Regions from separate parts of the Mus musculus genome. Here region 2 is linked to region 1. The links are chromatin contacts, called in public Hi-C maps. All regions are on one chromosome and are shown on one strand. Each heading gives the region's core, a stretch centred on a gene start, on an enhancer-like site or on the middle of the called end of the contact. The rest is flanking DNA. Distances are from core to core; before and after follow the strand shown. Region 1 has its middle 8.3 kb from the start of Gm25634. Region 2 has its middle 28 kb from the start of 1110002O04Rik.

What was found. Hi-C and Micro-C count contacts between places; a contact is called where the count stands out from the background.
Region 2: a Hi-C map of the G1E-ER4 cell line shows a contact between it and region 1, with 2.5 times the contacts expected there. The contact joins two enhancer-like sites. A contact is called at or near these places in 5 of 39 promoter capture datasets (the 3T3-L1 cell line, hippocampal neurons, liver and 1 more), 7 of 484 Hi-C or Micro-C datasets (the G1E-ER4 cell line, Sertoli cells and liver) and 4 of 115 datasets of contacts at active chromatin or transcription factors (bone marrow-derived macrophages, embryonic stem cells and liver).

What each region holds. Positions count from the first base shown.
Region 1 is chr1:35,750,306-35,756,207 of GRCm38.p6, forward strand. No RefSeq gene overlaps it. Among named protein-coding and RNA genes, the nearest start is that of Gm25634, 8.3 kb to the right of the region's middle. Within about 2 kb of position 4,031, at least 3 of the 459 cell types and tissues checked have an H3K27ac peak or open chromatin away from gene starts, as enhancers often do. A contact at or near this core is called in the G1E-ER4 cell line, where this site is marked.
Region 2 is chr1:35,839,387-35,845,099 of GRCm38.p6, forward strand. No RefSeq gene overlaps it. Among named protein-coding and RNA genes, the nearest start is that of 1110002O04Rik, 28 kb to the right of the region's middle. Within about 2 kb of position 1,400, at least 12 of the 459 cell types and tissues checked have an H3K27ac peak or open chromatin away from gene starts, as enhancers often do. A contact at or near this core is called in the G1E-ER4 cell line, where this site is marked.

The DNA of each region.
Region 1 (5,902 bases), core at 2,781-5,280:
CAGTGATTTCCAATTGGTATTTTTTTTAAAAAGTAATTGACATTAAGTGCAGTCTGGAGCAGCAAACTAGTGATTTGCAAATGACACTCAATAGGAAAGCATTTATGTCAATTGATAGTGGAATGGGAGGGAGCACACAGTGAACACAAAGGCGCAGCTAAGATCAGGGTGGAAAGGGAGTCTCAGCTCAGCAGGGTGCCACAAGGCTCAAGAATGGGCCATACCCTGAGGGCTCCTCCCTCCTGCTCCCCCTCCCTTCCTTCCTTCCTTTCTTCCTTCTTTTCTTCCTTCCTTTCTTCTTTCTGGCAAATGGTAGATGCTAGAGGAAGCAGGTTCCAAACACTCACACTGTAAATTGCTTTTGTAAACCTCCTGGCCTCTTTCCACTCTACCAGCTCCCATGTGTGTTTCCAGGATCTAACTTGGGTGCTCCCCTCCTCCTGGTTCCCCTTAGCTCCCTGGCCCTTGTGCTTCTGGGTGAATGAAGTCAGATGAGACACTCGCAGGTCATGGTCTAGGAGATAAAGAGCTTACTACAGAGCAATAAGAGAAGAAAGTAGCCAGTGGTGAGTACGACCATCTCAGAGGTAAGCTGGCTTTACACAGGGTTTTAAAAGGACTTGGAAAATTGTGAAGACATAGGAGAGGAAAAGTTAAGTCTCTTGTAGCTGAGCTGCAAGAATTCTATCACAACTAATAACATTTGCTTAAGGCCGTCCCATCTGTAAACCTCCCACTTCCTGGGAATTGCACCAGGAAAAGTCACAGTGAAAAGACATGCCCTAACCGCCTTGTGTGAACTATAGTGGCTCCTGATTTTATCCAATCAGAGTGCAGCCTCAATCAAAGCATCTTGGTTATCTAAAACCAAATGGTCAGCCCTGCGTCTATACTTATGGGCAACATTATAGAGACTAAACAGGTTGGATTAGGGATCATATGTGTGTGCAGGAGTATGAGTGTGTGTGTGTGTGTGTGTGTGTGTGTGTGTGTGTGTGTGTGTTAGCACTTTGTTCCTGTGAAGAGACACCACGAACATGGATCTCAAAAAAGAAAGCATGTATTGGGCTTGCTTATCATTTCTGAGGGTTAGTCCATTATCATCATGGTGGGCAGCACGGTGACAAGCAGACAGACATGGAGCTGGAAAAACAGCGGAGATTTCTACATCAGGACCTCAGGTAAGAGGAAGACAGAGCCACTGGGCCTTGCTTGAGCTTCTGAAACCTCACAGCCCACCCCAGTGACACACTTTCTACAACAACGCCACACCTCCAGTCTTTCTAATCCTTTCAAATAGTCTTCCTCCCCGGTATCCAAGCATTCTAACATATGAGTCTGTGTGGTCATTCTCATTCAAACCATCACAGTGTGTAAAAAAAACAACTAAAGAAACAAAATGACCATACATTTTAGAAAGAGCAAAGGAGGAAATGATTTGAAGGAGGAATAAAATGAGGGAAATGATGTAATTATATTAATTTCAATAAATAATATATGTAATATATTATATATAAAATATGCATTACATATTATATATGATGTATAATATGCAGAATTATATATATACATATATATATATATATATATATATATATATATATATATATATAAAACAAAAGAGAAAAGAAAGAGAGAAAAAAAACTTTGCAGCAACCCTTTGTGAAGAGACTTGAGAGCCACCACAGGTCTATATGACGAATACTAAGACACTCACCTCTGACTCTGCTTTACGCAGCTCACGCACATGATTAGGTAAAGCCCACTCTTTCCCTAAGTGTTACTCTTTCTCTTAATACCCATGCTTAAAATCTAGATTTAAAAATAATTTTAATAAGACCCAACTCCTCTTCATACTTGCTCACTCTAAAATTCTGTACCAAAGTGAAGAGTGCAGTTCATCCCGAGTAGGGAGTCAGGAAGCACACAGGGAACCCTCCCTAGGCTGCTGCAGGCAGGAGCCACAGCAGGTCACAGGGTGAGAGAAGCTCAGATGAGAATCCCAGCTCTCAGTTCAAAGACAGTAAAGTAATTTATTCTTCCACCACACGGGAGTGACGGTGTCCCAGAAATACAGAGGCAGGATACTAAAGTCCCAGATTCCAACACGGTGATGGTTTCATGAAGTTTTGGTCATATCAGAAGAAATGAAGTCATAAGTTAGGTTTAAAAAAAAAAAACCATTGAGGTAATATCAGGTAGGCAGGCGGCTTACAGGAAAGCAGAGAAATCTCTGCCATGAACCTCAGGTGCTATTTGATGATGCTCCCAGCCTTTGGGTTGGTGGGAACTAGGGGGTAAGCTTTAAAAAGGATTTTACTTGATAGCCACAAGATATTAGATCAGAGCGGGCGCCAAATAACTACCTGGGGGACAAAACCAGCCTAAGATAATCTCCTGCGGACTTGCAGCATTCCAACTCTCTCCAGTCTGAGAGATCCTAATCACCTGGTACGTGATATAGACATTTACCAAACACGTAGCTTTTCGGAGTCTGGGGAGTGGCAGTGACAGATGGTTATTGTACATCTAATCTGGAAAAGCCTTACGCAATGGAGGCCCGACCATGGTGCTCGACACAGTACACATGGCCAGAGAGAGCAATTATGGAGGAAGACACTCTCATGGAATAAGAGTGGATGATGGCTTAGAATACTCTGCACCAGCCTACAGGCTTATGCAGGCTTTCATTACTACATATGTGTAGTACATGATTACCTCAGGGGAGTTTCCTTGCCCGGGTGATTGACAGGCCACTTAAATTGACTCACAGAAGGAGACATTGGCACATCTTTGTTCTTAAGAGAAAGCCTTGATTTGATAGCTCCTGGTAGTTCAGGAGCTTGTGTTCCTACCCAGGACCACAGAGAAAACTCAAATTCCCTTATTTTCACCAAGGGTCACTAGTAGGGCAGATTAGAAAATAATTAAATAAAGAAAGAATAAAAATAAGCCTATATGGCAAAACACATGAAACTCAAGAAGAATGAAGACCAAAGTGAGGACACTTTGCCCCTTCTTAGAATTGGGAACAAAACACCCATGGAAGGAGTTACAGAGACAAAGTTTGAAGCTGAGACAAAAGGACGGACCATCTAGAGACTGCCATATCCAGGGATCCATCCCATAATCAGCCTCCAAACGCTGACACCAGTGCATACACTAGCAAGATTTTGCTGATAGGACCCTGATATAGCTGTCCCTAGTGAGACTACGCCAGGGCCTAGGAAACACATAAGTGGATGCTCACAGTCAGCTATTGGATGGATCACAGGGCCCCAATGGAGGAGCTAGAGAAAGTACCCAAGGAGCTAAAGGGATCTGCAACCCTATAGGTGGAACAACATTATGAACTAACCATATGTATCAAAAGATGGCCTAGTCGGCCATCACTGGAAAGAGAGGCCCATTGGACTTGCAAACTTTATATGCCCCAGTACAGGGGAACGCCAGGACCAAAAGGTGGGAGTGGGTGGGTAGGGGAGTGGGGGGGGGAGGGTATGGGGGACTTTTGGGATAGCATTTGAAATGTAAATGAGGAAAATACCTAATTAAAAAAAATAAGCCTTTAATTGCAGTACTCAGGAGGCTAAGACAGGTAAATGTCTATGAAGCCACCCTGATTTACACGGCTGGTTCCAAGCCAGTAAGGGACACATAATGAGACTCTGTCTCAGATAAATAAATAAATAGCCATGTTTTGCTAGTTGGAAATTGTGGGGTAGTAGGCGTGCGGGGGGGGGGGGCTGGATAAAGGGGAGTGGGAGAAGACCTATCCCGCCAGAGTTCTGGTGCTCTGGGCGGGCAGACTTGGAAGGGCTGCCACATGTTTCCCACTCGGCCCCGGGTCGGTATTTGGCTGTATAAAGCCACGGAATCCCAGCTTCGGGGGGGGGGGGGGGGTGGACACGGGACACGACGCAACAAGGGGCAGTCCTTGGTACCAGGTTCTCAGTCTCTGGCATCCCACACTGGATACCGTGGAGCAGCTGAGAACAAATGGGAGTCCCCGGAGGCTCAGCCACCAAGGCCAAAGGGAGGAAAGGGCAGAGGGAGAGGCGGGCGCTGGGTGGTTCCCACATGGGCAATAGTCCTTGGTCTATCTGTGATCTGTGATCTGTGATCTGTGGCTGGAGCACAGGAAGGCCTTCTGGCAGGAGATTAGACACAGCTCCTTAGGGGAAAGCCGATCCCATCGTTCAAGCACAGTGGGCCTTGATCAGCAGAGACAGTCTATGGTTTTAGAGCTTTATTGTAGAAAAGCAGGGAGAAAGAGAGAAGGTAGAAAGAGAGAGAAACTGGCCATGGCCACGTGGAGAGAGTGGGGAAGGGGGAAAGAGAGAGCTAGAAGGAGGGCTAGACATCTCTAAGATGTAAGTAGTAAGAAAGGTGAGAGCTAAAGAGAGCACACGAGGAAGGCACCTGACTCTGGGAACATGGCTTGCTTTTTCGTCCCTTGTAGAATTTTCTACTGGGTCGCTGGAGCAAGCCTCATTCAACCAAAATAGGCTGCCTATCACAGTCCCCCAGGAAATAGCCTTCCTATTATGAACCTCAGCAAAGCCGAATCACCTTCTCTACTTTCCCCGTGGCAGAAGGCCACCCATGATATCTTACCTCTTTTTAAAGGTATTTCAAAGTTCACGAGGCAACCATGGCATGGTCGGGGCCTGGAAGCTAAGTGTGGAGGAGCTGTACTCAGGGATCTTCAAGTCTGATGAATTTTAACTAACAGGAGGCTGGCCCAGCGAGCTCTCTTTCCCAGCCCCTTGCTCACCCCAGTTTCTTATACACTTTGCTAATACCAGGCCTTGGCCTACAAAGTTCCAGTCTCCAGGACCTAACTCACATCCCTCCAGCATAGCCTGGACAATAACTCCCCGAGGACAAGATGCAATGGGATACACCAGGGCACACACCATAGACATCCCCAGGGATATGGAAAGATAACTAGAAGCTGAAATGCTGATTCCTAATACAACCAACATTCCAAATGGCTTTTTTATGTTTTATTTCCATTTTTATAAAACCTTGAAGGCTTTTGATATTCCTATTTAAATAAGAAAGCATATAATTATTATGGGTCTAATATGGAAAAGTCTTAGGCAACAGGGACCCTTCCATGGCTTTCTACACAGCAGCAGATGATCTGCCCTTCTGTACATTTTTTGATTGGCAGGGACTCCACACCTACTGCAGTTCATTGACTTGTGGTGAGTTTTATAATGTACATACATGGTGACTTTGTTGCAGGACAATGTGTAAGGAATACAGGTTGTTGTTGGTTCTGAATGCAAGCTCCTAAGTGGGGGATATTCTAGACCAGGAACACTCTCGTGAGTAGTGTTAATTGGTAACCCAACTTTAAGTGTTAAAGTCACTTACGAGACAAGCTTGCAAGGCATGCCAGGGATGGTTGTTTAGCCTATGTTGATAAGGTAGACACTTGGACTGACAATGGAGGACACAACCTGAGGGCAGTGGCATTGATTGCTCTGTGTAGAGAGAATCTCTTGTACACAAGATTAGAAGCTGGGACATTGGACTTCTGGGATTGAGTCAGGCACAGGAAAGATTCACACTGAACTCTGAGGAAGACTTTCAAACCAAAGAGAGGTAATTAGCCACATGGCCTGTCTTAGACTAGTTTAAATGAATTCATTGAGTTATGTGCTTGCAAAAATGAGCCGAAGCTATTGGCCTAAGCATTTATTCATACATAGGAAGTCTCAGAGTCATTATTTCAGGGAACTTCGGCACATGTGGAAAAGCCCACCCACAGTCACAGCTCTGTTTTCTGATTGTAGCCAGCTGCTTCAAACTACTGCTGGAAAACTTGCCCACCATCAAAAATTCAGGTGACAGCAGATGCTGGCGAGGATGTGGAGAAGGAGGAACACTC
Region 2 (5,713 bases), core at 150-2,649, 86 kb after region 1:
CGGGGTGTGAGTGTAGCTTGATGGCCTAGTACATCTATTGAGGTTACTTACAGAAAGTATGGCGGACCTAATGGCAGCTGCATCATGGAAAAGCCCAGGCGATGACTCACAAAAGCTGCATTCCCCAGAGCTCTCTGCACAACTTGCAGGCAACTCTCCTGGAGAGTCTCCTTCTCTAGCAATTCTTGACTGCCTTTATAAGCCTGAAGGGGGCACTTCTGAGTCTCTTGACTTTCTGACCTTCCGGAGCCCTGTGCTTTTCCTCAGTGTGTCTTACCTTTGATGAGCCTCTTTCCTCCGTCCAGGAGGGGGCGCTTCAGTCTAGAAAAAGCAGCTAGAAAACAGCCATGTTTCCAGCATGCCTATATAAATTCCAGTGTCCACTCCCTCTATGCTGACTATTTTATGGGAGGAGAGGTCAGCATGTGGGGGGTGGGGGTGGGGCAGTTAGTGTGTACGCATGAATGTATATGTCATATGACCACATGCAGAAACCAAAGAAGGACACCAAGTGTCTTCCTCCATCCCTCCCTGCCTTAATACCTTGTGACAGGGTCTCTAACTGAACTGGAAGCTGGCCATTTTGGCTAGGCTGACTAGCCATCGAGATAATGGGATCTCCCCATGTCTACCACTGAACAGTGGGGTCACAGGCAAGGGATGGTTAGTGTTTAATTGTCAGCTTGACAAAAATCTGGCTTCAGCCAGGATATGAGCCTCTGAGCATGCCTATGAGAGATTATCTTGATTACTTTCGTGTGGGAACGTCTGCCCACTGTGATTGAATGACACCATTCCCTGACTGGGATCTTAAAGTGTCTAAATGGAAGATGGAATTGAGTAGAGGCCATTCATTTTTTTCTCCTTCTTTTAACTGTATATATAATGTTACCAGCCACTTCAAGGTGCTGATGTCTTGATTTCTCCATTAAGGTGGACTATGGACAAAAATAAGCCCTTCTTCAAGCTTCTTTGGTTCGAGTGTGTTTTATCACAACAAACTTTATTTTAAAGTGTAATACAAGGAACGTGCAGCTATGTGTGATTTTTTTTAAGTTGGGGCTGGATTTTAATTCAGGTGCTTCTTTTGCTATGCAAGTGCTCTTAACCCACTGAACCAACTCCTAACTCCCAGCTCCCAGCTCCCAGCTCCCAGCTCCCAGCTCCCAGCTCCCAGCTCCCAGCTCCCAGCTCCCAGCTCCCAGCTCCCAGCTCCCAGCTCCCAGCTCCCAGCTCCCAGCTCCCAGCTCCCAGCTCCCAGCTCCCAGCTCCCAGCTCCCAGCTCCCAGCTCCCAGCTCCCAGCTCCCTCTGTACTTCTGTCTTTCTATGGGTGCATTTTGAAAACTACAGAGTCCTCGTGACAGATGAATAAAACAACCCTGCCATAGTAAGTCCTAATTTCTGGGTTCTCTAAACAGAAGCTCATACACACAGGGTTCCTGAACTCAGAAAGATTTACAGCATAGAGGCTTACCTTGGCTCCAAGGTCTGGAAGTTGAAGAATATGATCAAGGTCACTAAGGAAGAAAGAAGTGCAGTAGGCATGCACAGTGGGCATGCGTAGTAGGCCTGAACAGTAGGCATGTGCAGTGTGCTTACACATTAAGCATATGCAGTGGGCTCCTACAATAGGCATGTGAGGCAGGCACCCACAGAAGCAGCAAAGCAGGAGGGGCAGGCTTGCATTGCAATAACTAGATCCACCATAACTAACTCATTCTTATGAGAACATCACGGTGCTTAGGAGATGCCCCAAGATATAATCACCACTCCTCAAGGTTCTTACTTCCCAGTACTACCACAAAGGAGACAAATTCAACTTGAGCCTGGGAATATTAAAAAAAAAAAATGTCAGTGATGAACTGGTTTTGCAGATGAGTGTAAAGTCATGCTGGTAAGAGGAGAGAACTAGGGTTTCTGCATGTGATCACAGGGTCCCTACCAAAAAAAAAGGTGTCAGAAGAATACAACAATGGAGGTATGCAGAAGTTGGGGTGGCATGGTCCCATGGGTATAGGAGTGTCAGAAGGTCCAAAATAAGGTGCCACTGCTAAACCTCCAGGAGGGAAAAGCTGTGTTCCTGTGATCTAGGTCGAGTACCACCAACTTCCTGGCATAAGCTCATGAGAGCACCACTGTAGGTCACGTTTCCTACCAGGAGTGGGGTGTCCATGTTTCACACTCACAGAGCATCCCTGGACCCTAACAGAGTAGCTTAGGAAGAGTTGGTGGAGCCACAGGAGAACCAGGCTGTTGAGACAGTCCAGTGAGCTGGTGTGGGGCTTTCTTCCCAAACAGGCTTGTAGCCCTGTTCTCTTCCATGCTGACAGAGTGACTAGGGGAGGTGCAACAGGGGAAGAGGGAGAGGTTTCCCAAACAGTGGAGTAACTACCACATAGTGGCCTTCCAGAATAGCTAAGGGGTGGGGTGTGGAGAGCTCACCTAGTGGGACAGAAGTCCTTGCATTATGTTAATACACAAATGTTATGTAAATACACACGCCCAAGGGCAGAGCACCAAGAATGATCTGTTTTTACCCAATCGGCTTTTGCCTCCAGTACTATGCATGAGAGAGTATTTACTGGATGCTTGTGTATTCTAGGGGAGAGTTAGCCATACTTGAATAAGCAAAACAAACTCCTGACTTGGAGTGACCCTGAGTGTCATGGGGAGATTTGAGTCACCTGCGCCTGTCACAGGCTGAGTTCTTGATGGGGAAAGAGAGCCTAATTCTGGGTGCCCAGAATCCTCACATCACCCCTGAGGGATCTGCTTTTATTATCCCAATGTTTGGGTGGAGAAAACTGAGACCACCAAAGAATGGTCATTCATCATAACCTAGCCATACCCAGACAATTCAGAGAGACCTCACAGGATCCTGGCCTCCATTATGAGAACAAGCAGGGACAGGACAGCATGTTATACATGGGCAAACTGAGGTCTCAAGAAGTAAAGATGAATAAAACAACTGTGAAACAAGTTCATCAACTGTGAGCGAGACTTAAATCTTGTGACCTTGACCCTAGAAACAAAAAGAAAAGCAAGATGCTGGAGAGACACAAGGGATCATCTTTGGTGGGTCAGGGATGCAAAGATCATCTCTGTGGGCCAGGGTTGGTCCTCCTGGTGAGCTATGGGCATGTATTGGACTTCTTGCCTGTCCAGACAAGGACAGTGCTTGAAATTTAAGAAAGTGGAAGAGAAGTTTCTTCTTAAGGAAATGTCATTAGTCATAGTGATCAGAGACTAAGGGCTAGCAGCTTCCTTTCAAAGGGACATAGAAATATAGAGAAGGATTTCAGCAGATGAAGTATATCCTGTACACGGCTATGAATCTGACTTCAGTCCCCAGGGCCCACATTAAAAAAAAAAAGAAGAGTCTGGCGCTGTGTCTGTACACATACATGTGATGTCAGTGATGTGGAGTTGGGGTGTGGGGGAGAGACAGGCAGATCCCTAGAACTCACTGGCCACCTAGCCTAGCCCAATCAGTGAGCGCCAGGCCAAGCAGAGAACCTATCTCAAAACGCAAGGTGTACATCTCCTGATAAGATTGCTCAGGTCTCCATATAGACTGTGCTAAGGTTCTCTAAAGGGGCAGAGATGATAGAATGCATACAAACATTCATACATTTGTACTTACTAAAGGGGGATTTATTAAGGTGGCTTACAGGCTATGGATGAAGTATCCCAACAGTGGCTGTCTCCAGATGGACAGGGACCAAACATCTGGTAGTTGTTTGGTCCATGAGCCTGAGTGTCTCAGCAGTTGCAAGCTGATGCTGGAGTCCTGGAAGATTCCTAGATGACTGCCAGTCTTCAGTCTACACTGGAACCCCTAAGAAGCAGGTTCTAACACCAGGAAAGAGTATCCCAGCAGCAGGATAGACCTTGCCCATGAAGGCTAAGAGCAAACTCTTCTTTCTTCTGTGTGCTTTCATGTGGACTGTCAACCAGAAAGTGTAGTCCAGGTTTAGGGTGGGCCTTCCCATATCAAATTATCCAATCAAGAAAATTCCTCGTGGGCATGCCCAGCTGCTTGGGTTTTAGTTGATTCCAGATGTGGTCAAGTTGACAACCGAGATTAGCCATCACATGTGCACAGCCACAAGAGATGGTGAAGGGCTGCAAAATGTCTCACTCGAAATGGCTTACCGCTGTGTAAGCGTAAGGACCCAAGTTAGGACGGTCAGCTTCTATGTAAAAAGACAAATGGACTCTGATAAGTCACACACATTCAGTGGGCTTGGATGAGTCTGGGAGGCTTCTTTCTTATTGCCTCAGGGGACAGATATTCCTGTGTGGGTGTCTTCAGAGAACTCACCCTGAAATTCACATCTGCATCGAGCCAGCTTGGAGACAACACAGACTTGGCTCATTAGTGCAACTCTATGGCTGGTGGGAAGTGCATGCCTACTGTTCAGTGGGAGCTCAAGGAGACAGTCTGGCCTGTATGGTATCCCAGCAACGGAATGACTCACAAGTATCTCATACCTGGGCTCTTCCTCCTTTTAACCTGAAAAACAATTTTCCTAGGTACTAGTGATTATAAATGTTGCCTGCCCTCATTAAAATAAGAAGGGGCCATACGTTTAAAAATCTGCAGGAGCTACTGAGTCAAGCCAGGTGATGCCACACCACACCCCACCCCCTCTACCTCTGTACCCACAGGACCAGAATGTGGCCTCTAGGCAGCACTCAAAGTCCCTGAGACAGAAGAGCTAGAGAGATAGCTCTATTTCTCCTCAGCCGTGCTGACTGTGCAAGTATGACCACCTCGGTTCAGTCACCAGCACCTACACAGACAAATCTAGTTATGGTAGTGCAAGCTAGAAATCCCAGAGCAGGGACAAAAAGATCCCTGGGGCTCCGTGGCCAGACAGCCTAGCTGAATCCATGGGCCTCAAGCTCCAGCTAGGGAGCCTGTCTCAATACAAAGAGGAAAATCAAGACAGGGTATGTGGCTCCTGAAAAGTGGACTCCAAGGTTGACTTCTAGCTTCCATGTGCACACATGTGTGTGTGTGAGGGGGGGCGGGGGACAGAGGATGGACAGGGCCACAAAGGAAAGGGCAAACCTCTCCAACAAGAAGGACCCTGTTAACATTAAATACATTCTTTTTTGTGGATGTATAAATGTCCCATCAGCTAAGAGGAGTCTCTGGGAATACGAGCTATGTCCATGTGACTCCACAACCTAACAGGCAACAGCTAGAAAAAAAAGATGGATATACAGAGAAGATGAAAGCACTGGGCATGGGGATGGGGATGCTTCACAACTCAGAGAGGAAGATGGAGCTCAGGTACCACTGCAATGTAGACCCCAGGATCCCAATAGAGGAAGAAAGATGGAAGATATCTACACAGCATCTCTTGGCCTCTTCCTTCCTCCACCTCTTCTCCTCCTCTTCATCTTCCTCCTCCTTTCTCTCCTCTTCCTCCTTCCCCTCCTCCTCCCCTCCAATTGGTAGCCATCAGTGGACCTCCATGCTGAGCTTGTTGTCTACAAAAGAAGTTTTGAAGAATTTGTTAGGAGCTGAAGAGATGCTGCCTCTGCAGTCTTGGGTGTCCTAGCAACCCACAGCTCTCATTAGATGGCCACAGGCAACAAGGAGGGCTACAGGAGCAGCAAGGGGCCACTCACAAAGCCCAGACCACCATCAGCCAGCAGGAGAGGTGGCAGAGAGAGACATGGCACACTGTGTGCTAACTG